Linked DNA regions of Danio rerio: region 2 is linked to region 1. The links are chromatin contacts, called in public Hi-C maps. All regions are on one chromosome and are shown on one strand. The core of a region is the stretch at or near the end of the contact, and the rest is flanking DNA. Distances in the headings are between cores, read along the strand shown. Region 1 has its middle 210 kb from the start of si:ch211-69l10.2. Region 2 overlaps fam49bb (family with sequence similarity 49 member Bb).

Region 1 (6,922 bases), core at 2,345-4,844:
AATCAAATAATCACAGGCATATTACTGTTGATTTTAGTGGTTGCAAAAAGATAAACAGTATGGTGTAGTGATTGCTATAGGTATGCCATGGTTACATTATGAGCAACGTTTACCTGTACATCGAGTGTTGGATTTATCAAGACACAATCGATTTCAAACTGAAAAACACCATGGCAAGTTTGCAGATCACTATTTTGGAAATAGCCTAAACTATTGGTTCGTTCTCCATTTTAACTGTGTCTATTGGGGAGTCATGATATCATTAAGCATATTAGTGTTGATTATAGAGGTTTTACAAGGCAAACAGTATTTTATCATGGTGTAGTGATAATTACTAGACATGCAGTGGCTATCACGAGCAACCATTACATCAAATGTTAGATTTTTTTTAATACACAATATGTTCCAAATGGTCAAATTGCAAGTTCACAAATCTATATTTTAGAAATAGCCATAACAATGTGTTTATCCTTCATTTGATATGCATCTGATAGGGTCAATATGCCAGAATAACAGCTAAATCAAGAACCACATGCTCTTGATTTTTGTGGCTGTACAAAGACAAACAGTATGTTATTATGTTGCAGTGATCACCATAGACATGCCACATCATGAGCAACGTTTACGTCAAATGTTGGATTTATCAAGACACAGTTTCAAACTGAAAAATACTGTAACAAGTTTGACAATCGCTATTTTGGAAATAGCCTAAACAATGTGTTTATCCTACATTTCAACTGTATCTATTGGAGAGTCCTGATGTCAGAATAACAGCTATATATCAACCAACTTACACATATTAGTGTTGATTTTGTTAAGCTTGTGCAAAGGCAAACAATATTCTATCATGTTGTAGTGATTACTAGACATGCAGTGGCTACATCATGAGCAACATTTATACCAAATGTTTGATTTTTAAACACACGATCTGTTCCAAACGGTCAAATAGCAAGATCACAGATCAATATTTTGGAAGTAGCTAAAACAACGTGTTTATCCTTCATTTGAACTTCATCTGTTGGGGTCATGATGCCAGAATAACAGCTAAATTAAGAACCACAGGCATATTACTGTTGATTTTGGTGGTTAAGAAAAACAGAATGTTCTTATGTTGTAGTGATTACTACATGTAACGTATAGTCTGTTTCAAACTGTAAATTACTGTAGCAAGTTCAGAGATCAATAATTTGGAAAAGCCTAATCATCATGTTTATCCTCTCTTTAAACTGTATCAACTGGAGAGTCATGATGCCAGAATAGCAGCTATATCAAGCACCACTCTTATTGATCAGCGCAAGCTAAATCAATATTACTGACATTTGCAGTAAGTGCTATAGTTAAGGGGTAAGATTTTTTTGGGAATGAAACGTGTGATTTACACCAGTTTCAAAATTCTGCTGCAATATAAAACTGATTCCAGCACTTGACAATACATCACAATTACACATGTCTAAATGTGGTTACATCAGATTTATGATTTTTAAATGTTCCTATGTAAACAAACGATGGACTAGCTTCCCATTTTTGGAATTACTTTTAGCCAGCTGGTGACAGAAAGTTTTGTATAAAGTGAATTTCATTCATTCATTTTCTTTTCAGCTTAGTCCCTTTATTAGTCTGGGGTCGCCACAGCGGAATGAACCGCCAACTTATTCACCATAGGTTTTTACGCAGCAGATGCCCTTCCAGCCACAACTCATCTCTACCAACCCATCCAATACGGACAATTTAGCCTACCCAATTCACCTGTACCACATGTCTTTGGACTGTGGGGAAACCAGAGTACCCGGAGGAAACCCACGCCAACGTAGGGAGAACATGCAAACTCTACACAGAAATGCCAACTGACCCAGCTGAAGCTCGAACCAGCGACCTTCTTACTGTGTCGCCTCATGAAGTGAATTTATAAGGCAGAAATCACTTAAGTAACTGTCTTCTTTTTAAATAACAAACTTGCATTTATTGTTTACAATATGAAGTGTTTTTATATGTTTTTTATGTATACATTAGGCCTGTAGGTATTACCTGAAATGTATATTTGAAAAAAATAGATGCTATTGAAAGAGAGCATTAACATTCTGTCATCATTTACCCATCTTTCCAATTTTATGAACCATTTAAAAAAACAATTAAGTTATTTTCAAAAATGCTAGAAACCGGTAACTATTGACTTCCATGTTATTTTGTCTATCTTGCTATGTAAGTCAATAGTTATAGGTTTCTAACATTTTTCAAAATATGTTCTTTTGTGTTCAGCAAAAAAAAAGGGAAACTCATAAAGGTGTGAAACCACTTGAAATAAGGATGTCCCGATCAGACTTTTTTGCCCTCAAGTCTGAGTCATTTGATTTTTAGTACCTACCGATACCGAAACCCGATCCAATACTTCTATAATGCGTAAAAAATTAATAAAGAAGAGCGAAGAAACAGATCCAAGATGTTCCTTATTTTTAATGTAATTCATCTTATTTTAACATTTAATAACAAACAGAGCACTTCTGTAAATTAGCTTGAACAATAACATAATAAATAACATCAGTTCTTCACTTTTGGACTTTAGTGCAAAAGTAAATATATATATATATATATATATATATATATATATATATATATATATATAAATCTAATATAAAAACAAATAGCACCTCAACTTAAAAAAATCCAGCAGGCAATCCCAAGTTTACATATCTCACAGTTTACTATGGCAATGTTGTTGTTATCAACTGTATAATACCTCCAGACCGCAGACACACTCGGGCTTTCTGCTTCAAGTTGCTTCTGTGTTCGACTTTGACAACATTTAACCAATAGCATATCTGCAACAAAGTGATGTCGTGCCGCGCACGTTGCTGTTTCTGTGTCAAGTAAGAGGTCCAACTCAGTACCACCACATAATTATAGATGTGTTAAAAATAATGTGAATATATATATATATATATATATATATATATATATATATATATATATATATATATATATATATATATATATATATATATATATATATATATATATATATAGATCAAGTCTGAAACTGCGTGATCACGTGATGGGATCTGGACTACCCCAACTTAAAGTTTAGTCCATTTTAATTTTTTGTTGTTGAGCTATCCCTTTAGAGCAAATGTCACCTAGTTCAAAAATGCAGTTATATAAAAGACATCCTTGCATTTTTATGTCTGTCACATAAGTTTGGCGGCTCTGAATTGCTTCTTTATTCTTCTGTTTTCTTTTCATGGTAGATCTATTAGGAGTACAGAAAGAAATGATGTTATATATGTATTTCTCCAGTACTTCTCCGGAACTTTTCGTTGGATCTAGCCCTAACAAAATACTTTGGTAATACTTACACTAATATAGAAACATGCTGGTTCGTTTTTCAGAATGCAGGAAAAAAAAAGGAAGAAAGCCCCAAAACTTCTTAAGCTAAATCCAGCTTCAAGTGTCTTCCCCAGTGACCCCACCTCCCTTTCCCCTCATGATGACCGTCTACAGAGGAAGAAATCCATCAGGTCTGATTGGTGTCAGGCTACTGTTTGTGTCCAAAGTAATGAAGTCTCTTTCTCTCATCTCATTCTCTCAGCTCTTTAGGGGGCGTCAGAGTGCCTTGTTAGGACTGCTCAGACCTCACAGGATGAACCCTGGAGGTTACAGAGGGGGACCCAGTAACAAGAGAAAGAAGGGGGGGTTGTCCCCTCCTGTTGATAACCCCTCTTTAGCTATTCCCGCCGGGACCTCAGGAGACACGAGGATTACTGAGGTGATGCGTATAAGATTGACATCCTCGGACCTCACTTTAGCGTTTAATCAGTTTCCCAGTCTCAGCAGGGAGGAACCATGTCGATAGGGTGGTGTTTTTTATAATTACAGCATGTTTGTGGATTAGAGCTGTGTTAATATATCACACTTTTTATGACTTCAAGCACATATGTATCCCTTTATTGCTCGCTCGCTCAGCCGCAGTTTGTTTTTGGCACAGCTTCCAATCTATACAATAAATTATTTGACTTTTCCTGCGCTGCGGAAAGGAACAGGAAAACGTGTTTTAATCAAAAGAGACAAGTGTGCTTCCAAGCAAAATAGTATATTTCATCAGAGTGCACTATGGGACGATGAACTCCACAAAATGTGACCCGCAGAGTGTTTGCGGATTCCAATATTGGAGTTTAAACATGACATCACCGCTTACTTTGTTTTTAGAAGCACTGAGTAACGTAGAACAAAGAGACTGCTAAATAAATTTGCCGTGAATTTACGTAATGTAAAGTTTATTCCAATAGTAGAGTAACTGAGACGAACTTATAACAAAATTAGCTTTATTTGAATAAATTAAAGAATGAATAAATGAATGAATGAATGAATGAATGAATGAATGAATAAATAAATAAATAAATAAATAAATAAATAAATAAATAAACATATGCCGGAATTTTTGCCGCTTCATTCTGCTGTGGCGACCCCTGATATATAAGGGACTAAGCTGAAGGAAAATTAATGAATAAATAAAAAAATAAAAATAAACAAATTATTAAATAAATAACATACATACATACATACATACATTCATACATGGTGGCTAGTACTGTCGCCTCACAGCAAAAAGTTTGCTGGTTCGAGTCCCTGTTGAAGTTTTCCTGAGCTGCAGGTTTCCTATACAGTCCAAAGATATGTGCTATGAGTGAATTGGATGAACTAAATATGGCGATGGTGTATCAGTGTGTTTCCCATATAATGGTTTGCGGCTGGAAGGTCATCTGTTGCGTAAAACATATGCTGGATAAGTTGGTGGTTCATTCCGCTGTGGCGACCACAGATAAATAAGGGACTAAGCCAAAGGAAAATTATTGAATAAACATAGGTACATACACACACAAAATTCTGGTGGATGAAGTTTAATAATCAAGCAATATTTAACAATATTTCAACAATATGTAAAAGTGGCAGTTCATACCACTGTGGATAAAAATATACAATATCCACTAAAGCAGAGAGAGAGAGAGAGAGAGAGAGAGAGAGAGAGAAAGAGATGAATGGCCATTAATTTGTTTTATTGTTACAGATTTATGTTCATATATATACAGTTGAAGTGAGAATTATTAGCCCCCATTTGATTTCTTTTTTCTTTTTTAAATATTTCCCAAATTATGTTTAACAGAGCAAGGAAATTTTAACAGTATGTCTGATAATATATTTTCCTCTGGAGAAAGTCTTACTTGTTTTATTTCGACTAGAATAAAAATTTTTAGTTTTTTAAAAGCTATTTTAAGGTCAATATTATTAGCCCTTTTAAGCTATATTTCTACAGAACAAACCATCGTTATACAATAACTTGCCTAATTACCCTAACTTGCCTAGTTAACCCAATTAACCTAGTTAACCCTTTAAATGTCACTTTAAGCTGTATAGAAGTGACATGAAAAATATATAGTAAAATATTATTTACTGTCATCATGGCAAAGATAAAAATAAATTAGTTATTAGAAATGAGTTATTAAAACTACTATATTTAGAAATGTGTTAAAAAATCTCTCTGTTAAACAGAAATGGGGGAAAAATAAACAGGGGGTTAATAATTCTGACTTCATCTCTCTCTCTCTCTCTCTCTCTCTCTCTCTCTCTCTTTATATATATATATATATATATATATATATATATATATATATATATATATATATATATATATATATATATATATATATATATATATATATACTACCAAATTTAGACAATGATGCACAAATATGAACATGTCTAGATTTCATTTTACTCAATGTATTCAAACAACTCAACTTTTCACATTTGATTTACAATCTGCCTGTTATACATGAACATGAATTCCATTCCATTCTAAAATTTTTCATTATAGTGCCAGACAATCGAGCTTTGAAGATCTACCATTTTAGACTCATTTTAAAACAGTTTGTAAATTCAATGAATAGTTCATTAGAGACTCACTTTTAAATTTTAATGAATTAAAAAAAAAATTCACACAATAAAAAGCCCACAAGGAAGTATTGAGAAAGCCATCAGACTTCTGGGCTTTGACGTCATGGCTACATAACTTAATCATGTTGTTCAAGCAATAAATCCACCTCTCGTATTCATGTCCATTCCCCATTCACAAAGCAGTCTAAAAAACAAACTCATGGATAAATTTAGATATTACAGTTTTCTCTGACGTCCAGTTAAAATGAAAGGGAATACAGATCAGATGTTTATAAAACAGGATTAAGAAAGTAATAATAATAATAGTAATAACATTGGCGGTTTATTCCGCTGTGACGACCGCAGATTAATAAAGGGACTAAGCTGAAAATGAATGAATGAATGAATGAATGAATGAATGAATGAATGAATGAATGAATGAATGAATGAAGAAATAAATGAATAATAATAATAATAATAATAATAATAATAATAATAACAAAAAGAAAGTAAGGAATTTTAAAGAATATAGTTTACAGATCAAATCAATTGCAACTAAAAGTCAAACAATTAACTATAATAAACAATCAAATATAAATACTTTATGTACCTGCAAAATGTCAATAGTAAGTAAAACAGAAGATAAAAAATGGTATCACAATGAGAATACTGCCTTGTGTCATTAGTGTGGCACTATAGTATTCTACTTGGTTACCATTCAATATTATTGGTAATTGGAATAGCATTCCTATGTGGTTGCTAAGGTGTTCTGAGTATTCCAGTGAATTTCTATAATAGGGTGTGAAGTGCAGGAGGACATTTAACTTCACTATAGAAAGCTTGATCTTTCTGAAGATAAATTTAAAGAGTTTAGATGCAAAAAAAACGTCTGAAATTTTCCTCTAAAATGAGCATTTTTATCAGGCTAATGTTTGTATGTTTTTATATTATCACTTTTATGGGAAAAAATAAGTCCTTTTCCTGGTCTTTAAAGTGA
Region 2 (6,922 bases), core at 1,847-4,346, 210 kb before region 1:
CTCAACTCATTATTAGGGGGGGGATTAGGGGACGTGGGGGGATGCAATAATTCTGACTTCAACTGTATGTAGTTATGTATTCATGCATATACATGTATGTATGTTTATTTGTTTATACATTTATTTATTAATAACATTCATTTATTTATTTGTTTGTTTTAATTTTTTGTGCTTATTTTTGTTTTGGTCATGTAGTGTAGTTAAGTTTAATTTAGTTTTGTTTTTATTTTATGTCTCTGTTAGCATCTTTTTTTTTTTTTTTTTCAAATAATTAGTTTTTTTTAATCCAAGGCAATATTAAGTCCAAGGCAATATAACGATTTTATATTATTATTAGTATTATATTTTAGTTTTTTTTTTTCAATTATTCTAGTTGTATGTATGTATATATGCATGCATGCCTGCATGCATGTATGTGTATCTGCATGTTTGTATTTATTAATATTATTTATTTTTTGCTTATTTTTTTAAATGATGTGCTTTTATTTTATTATATTAATTTTTTTATTTTATTTTATTTTATTTTATTTTATTTTATTTTATTTTATTTTATTTTATTTTATTTTATTTTATTTTATTTTATTTTATTCCACTAAGAGTAGGGAGTGGCCCTGCCACACATACTCCTCACTGTCAGCAGAGGGTGCTCTGGGCCTAAAAATGCAGCTCAAGCTTCTTAGCGTAAATCCACCTCTTGTGAAACACACCCCCAAAAACCCCAGTCTCATTTGAGCGGTGCCCCACCCCTCAGCACTAACAGCTCCACTGACCAACACTTAATTCTGACACACTTAGGTTTAAATTATGAACTCCAAATTTCAAAGTATGAAAAAAATAATAATAAAAATGAAGTTTGATTTAATAACAGTCGGACAATGACTAAAAGACTTAAGTGCTTCAAAAAAAGGGTCAGGCATTCAATTTCATAGACATGCAAACTTCATAGCCAAGATCACCATCTTTAGACTGTGAATCCCCCAGACGGTGTTAATCGGTATTCAGTGTCTTTTTGTTCTTGTCTTGCACCAATTGACTTTCTCAGATCTTAAAGACATTTGCAGTGAAAAAAGAAGACCAAGATGTCTATAATTTTTCTGAAACAGACATGGGCATTATAAAAACTGTGACATTGAAGAGGCAATTTCAGTCCCTCAGTGTATTTATTTATTTTTTTCATCAGGTGTAAGTCAATTGAGGCTTGGCTTTATTTAAAAAAAAAAAAAAAAAAAAAAATCCTTTGAAAGATTACAATAATCTCAGCAGCTTCAGAAATGGAAGTGACGTGTGTTTGTTGATTAAACAGACTTTGAACATTTGGAACAGGGTGGCTTAAAATTCTTTCTCCCACCATTTCAGATGAGGTGCCCTGTTTTGGCTTATGATATTCGGTTGCCATGGTTTCTGGCTTTGATCATGAGAGGTACAGTGCCGCCTAAGAGGTCCTATTGTAGGAGAGATTAACCAAAAATCCTACTCCGAACCTCTCCTGTTATCACCATATACCACCACCAACTTGAGACTTATGCAAATTTTGCAAACGATAATAAGTGCGAAGTGAGCAGCAGTTTGATGTCACTATTTGTCAGAGGAGGCTGCAAACATCACTGTTGTCATTTGTGACTGTGTTGTTGCAGTAATGCTCAAACCGGCTGCACCAATAGCTAACATCCTTCAAAAGCGCTGCAGCCTCATTGGTTTATCCAGCGGTTTATTTTGATTTTGTGCTTAAACAGGGCATTAAAGCTGCTGTTTACTCCAGCCTGGCCAGCGTGGGCGGAGCTGCAAATCAAAAACAAATACACGCTTACCCCCCCCTCTCATCTGTCATCCTTCTTATTCCTGATTATTTAACGCTTCTGCTCAGCTGGGTGGGGTCAGGGAGTTCATACAAGGTTTTGGGGTGAATGAATGCTATCCGCACCCCATCATCAAGGGGTCACGGTACAATCAGAACACAACTATTTTGGCTAATGCGATGTGGCGGCACGCCCTAGGAAATTTAGGTCAAGTTAAAAGTGCAGACAAGGATGTAAGTGATGCTGCGGTAGAGCGACATTGCATGCGGCATCACATGCGTGCACAAATTGCTCATATTTGAGCCTACATTAGCAAATATCACAGGCACACTCTTGGCATTTGGAAAACGATAAGCAATAAATGTGTATTTTAAAGCTTAAATTGCATGAATTCCTAGCTAAGTCTCTGTAAATTAGATTTTAGACAGCGTTGTGATGTTAAGTGTCACTCTTCTGGCAATATTCTCCCATTAGGTTCAATTCTGCGCATACTTCACCACATACATAACTGGATTATTGCATCCACTTACTCAAATAAGCACAAACGCAAAAAAAAAAAACACACACTAATTCACTCGCTCCCCTCCCCCTCGATGCCTTAGGCAGCCGGTTAGCCACTCCATGGCTGTGCCCACGTGACGGAGGGATTGAGGGAGGGGAGAGATTGTTGTTTTTTTTTTCTTATGGCGCCAAAACGATAGCGTAGTATTGCGAAGCACGTGGACTCCCATGCTGCAGTGCTCCTTCAGAATTACAGCATGCCTTACATTCAGTCTGTGTACAGTACATACTGTATGTATTATAAATGGTACACAATCCAACATTGCACACATGCAGTTTACATCTTTCCTTGCACAAATTAAATTAATCAAAATAAAACGTATTCACCCTTTACTGAAACTCAAACAGCTTTGGAACAAGTGGAGGTTGTGTATTCTGTCAAGAACTAAACACATTTTGAGAAATGTGTGTGTGTTAATTTGAGATATGTGATTCTGTATGCAGAATGTCAGTTGTTAGTAAAAAATTCTGATTAATCAGCGTGTTTCTATTGCGCTAGTTGTGCATTTATGGCGCATTACCTCATCCCTATTCATATATTCATATGCAAGCTCTTAAGTCGGACTACTACTCCAGTGCCCTCATCCTCCCCTCCGCCTTGCCACTCGCTTTCTGATTGGCTGTCGGTGTGTTTTTGGTAGCACCAGCTTTTTTCAACTCCATGGATACAGTGGAGCGCAGGAGAACTTGCGTTCAGCCAATCAGAATGCAGTAGTGAATCGTAAGTGCCCAGCGGGCTTAGAAGAGCCCCCTCTTTGCCCCCTCCTTCTCCAGATCCCATCGTAGCTCCTCTCCTCCAGCACGCAATCTCCCAGTAGGAGGCTTCCAAAAGAAAACAACCAGGTCAGAGCCTCTTTCCGTTGGAAAAGGCTTGTACAGGGAGCTCGCCTTCACCCTTTGGGACCGCTGTGAATAAAGCTGAGAGGCAAATGCAGTGTTTCTAATACAATCTTCACTTCTGTCTGTGTGGCCCACATACCCTGTTGTTTTTGTCAGGATGTGTTTAATCTTCTTGGCTTCTCATCATTTTCTTTTTATAAAGGGATCTTTTCATACATACACTTCAAGCATGCTTGTGAGAACATTACCACAAGTTATTGACATTGTTTATTTGATCTCACATTGTTTTTTGCATCTGTTTATTTGTTTTCATGAGGAATGTGATTTCTCTCTGTAAAAATGTGGGACACTATTGGATTTTGGCAATTGCTGCCCTTGGAATGACCCCCCTAATGGTTAGAAGGAGTGCTGGGTGGGATTTGGGTTTGGTAGACATGGCAGGGGCGCATCATTGGCATCGCTTGGATTCAGGTCACATTTATCTTGAGTACATTTTGTGGAGGAGTTTGAAAATACAGTAAACCCAGTGCAAAATTATGTGAGTTTTAGAGACTAATGTGATTGGTGTTTATCCTTGTTACTATTAGAGCTGCGCAATTTATCAAAAAACTTTGACAGCACCACATCCTCTTAACTTTAATTTCTCCTTAAAAACCCAATTTCACAAGGAAATCAGTCAAATCTTGTAACGTACAGTATGTGTGTGACTTTTGCAAAATAGGATGTGGTTGATTTAATTAAATGTATTGGATTTAAACATGTTTTAAAAGCACTAAAGATAATGTGCACTTTGTTAAAGGTTAAAAAAGGTTAATTTTAATTAGGTTAATTTTAAAAAGGTTATTTTTAATTATTTTGGAAACTTTTGATCATCATTATTATCAGATATTCTACTCTTCTGTGGAATTGAGAATTGTTTCAAGAAGTATATAAACACTCATATATATTTTCACTTTAACATTTTTTTTATTTGACATTTTTCAGAAAACAAATTCACAAATTAACACCTTCCTCAGTGTGTAACTCACTCATATAAGTTTTTTTTTTTTTTGGACATATCGCGGATAAATAAGTATGCTAAATATGCTATTGATTGTATTGTAAGTTTGTTTACCACATTGACTAAAATAATCATAGTTAATCATTAGGGCTGTGCAGTAAAATCGGTATCGGTATTTATTGACCAAACACCATTGTCAATAACAATAAAAAAGTTTTGTATGAAGTTTCGGTATGAAGGCTGTAGTTTTATTAAAATGTGGCTGCTGAGCACGTGCTTGGGGTGTATTTTGTAATTTTGAATGTAAGCGCACATGGTGTGCAAGCGGCGCACACGTAACTTGCACGCATTTTCCAAACATCTGAACTTTTCCTAATGCCGCAAGGGCACTTCGGTTCATGTGAGTAGAACTAACAAATATGCTTCACAATTTGTATGGAATATACACATTTCAGTAATAACAGCAGACTAATTACCTCAGACAAACACAGCACATCCAAGCACTGCACTGCTTTTTATTCTCCATACACTTCCATTGGAACTGCAGTTTGTCTGTTTGTCATCCTCTGAGAAAACGCTTGATGGTCGCCTAGTTACGAGAGACGCCAGAAAAGCGTGAGCGCAAAATGCATAGAAAATGGTGAAGGAAACCACCCACTTGTCACTTCAGGTCAGAATAACAACATATGTGAAAATGAGTGCCATCTAGCAACACTGAGGAGATTGTAAATAAATAAGGATGTAAGGATGTTGCCAGAGTGGCTTTTTGGTTTCTTTTCTTGTTCATCCCAGCCACTAGCTCCCCCTATGAAAGAGTATTATTTTAGCATAGTGAGTAATGTAGTCATTTAACTTCCCAATTTGTAATGTTGAATTATGTATTTGAATAATGGTTATGGTTAGTTCCTTTACTTAAAATCTCAGATTTGGTTATCATAATTTGTGTTGTTTACAGAGTTTAAGGCTTACTGTATCATTATTGTTCATACTTTACAGATGTTGATCTACCTTTGCACACATTTTGTAACGTTTTATTAATCAAGTTTAAGAGTCTCTTTAACACCAAAATTATGTTTATTTTATTATATAGATAGAGATATTTTTTAAATATTAAATATTTAAACTATTTTCCTTAGTAATGTTGTTGTAAATTACAATAAAGTGGTTAAATAAAAAATCCAAATATTCCTAAATGTATTGTTAAAAAAGATTCAATAATTATCTATATCGAATTATATAAAACATTATATTTTGATAGTTTTTTTGTTTGTTTGTTTGTTTGGTTTTTTTTTGCAATATTGCCCAGCTCTAATCATAATAATGTCACAAATGAGCAGCATCTAGTTGCTAAATTGTTTAGTTTTTCAGTACATCCGGGTTACATGATCGTTTTCTGATATTCTGATTTGGTGCTCAACAATTTATTTATTTTTACATTTTTTTGTATAGTTTTAGAAAACAGTTCTAATTAATATTTTTGTGGAAACTAAACTAAAATGTATTGATTGTGTTAAAGCAGCTTAACAGAAGTTCTAGTAGATTGAAACTGTGTCAGTAGAGTTTTCAGAGTTGAAGTTTTCACAGTTTAGTTCATTTAATTGTGTTCTAATTTTCACTGCTGGAAGTACAAACACTGAAGAGCAAATCCATTGATACGCAGCTCCACAAGTCTTAAAACCAAGCAACCAATCTGTTATTCTGCAGTGCTTCAGCAGTTGCTTTGTGAGATTGATAATCAACTCATTCCACTGACCTTGAACTCTAATCCTGAGCTTTGCTAAGCTCTCACCTCCACATGGTCCTCAGCGTGGCTTTAACCTGTCGCTGCCCCTCACCATGTGTCCATGTCTGTTTTGTGAAGTGTTAATGTCTGAGACGGTTAGAGTACTCTGACGCGGGCCTGTCTTTCTTCTGTCAGTATGGGTTAGAGCGCTTTTGATCATTGGTTTACTGTCAGCATCTTCCATGTAAGGGTCCCTGTACCTGTTTGAGACCCTCAACCACACACAGATAGTCCCAGACACAAGTATCAGACATTCACCTGACTTCAACCTCACCTACGTCACTCATCGTCAAATCTCCTTGCCTATTGTCTATTCGCCTCAGCATTGTGACACTCTCTGTCTCTGTCGTCCTGCTCACCTGTCTACCTGTTCATGTCTCAACTTTCCACCTGTCAGCAGCCTGTCTCCTGTCTCTCTGCATACACCCTTTCTGTCGTGCTGCCATGTTCCCGACCCAGACATATACAAGTGTCGTGGGATTTAAACCTGCTTTTGCAATGTCATGTGGAGTGTCATGCTACTCAGAGGGCTTTCAGTCAAATAACGAGTGACAGAAGTAATAACTAATTTAATAAATTTAAATTATGTTATATTTAATTAAGCCTGATATATTAAGCCTGATATATTAAGGAGGCAGCACAGTGGCTTAGTGGTTAGCACTGTTGCCTCACAGCAAGAAGATCACTGGTTTAGGTCTCAGCTGGGCCAGTTGACATTTCTGTGTAGAGTTTGCAGGGTATAATCGTATGTGTGTATATATATATATATATATGTGTATATATATATATATATATATATATATATATATATATATATATATATATATATATATATATATATATATATATAAAATCAAACACTGAGTCTCAAAAGAGTCTCAACTCTTTTGTAAGAGGAACTACTTTCTTCACACGCCATTCCTTCACAGCTGATGTCTCAGA

Evidence for each region. Hi-C and Micro-C count contacts between places; a contact is called where the count stands out from the background.
Region 2: a Hi-C map of hematopoietic stem cells shows a contact between it and region 1, with 2.5 times the contacts expected there. The contact joins two enhancer-like sites. A contact is called at or near these places in 2 of 18 Hi-C or Micro-C datasets (embryo and hematopoietic stem cells).

The regions. Positions count from the first base shown.
Region 1 is chr24:10,985,168-10,992,089 of GRCz12tu, reverse strand. No RefSeq gene overlaps it. Among named protein-coding and RNA genes, the nearest start is that of si:ch211-69l10.2, 210 kb to the right of the region's middle. Within about 2 kb of position 3,594, at least 32 of the 62 cell types and tissues checked have an H3K27ac peak or open chromatin away from gene starts, as enhancers often do.
Region 2 is chr24:11,193,390-11,200,311 of GRCz12tu, reverse strand. The region is part of intron 2 of fam49bb (family with sequence similarity 49 member Bb); the gene reads left to right. Among named protein-coding and RNA genes, the nearest start is that of fam49bb, 58 kb to the left of the region's middle. Within about 2 kb of position 3,096, at least 23 of the 62 cell types and tissues checked have an H3K27ac peak or open chromatin away from gene starts, as enhancers often do.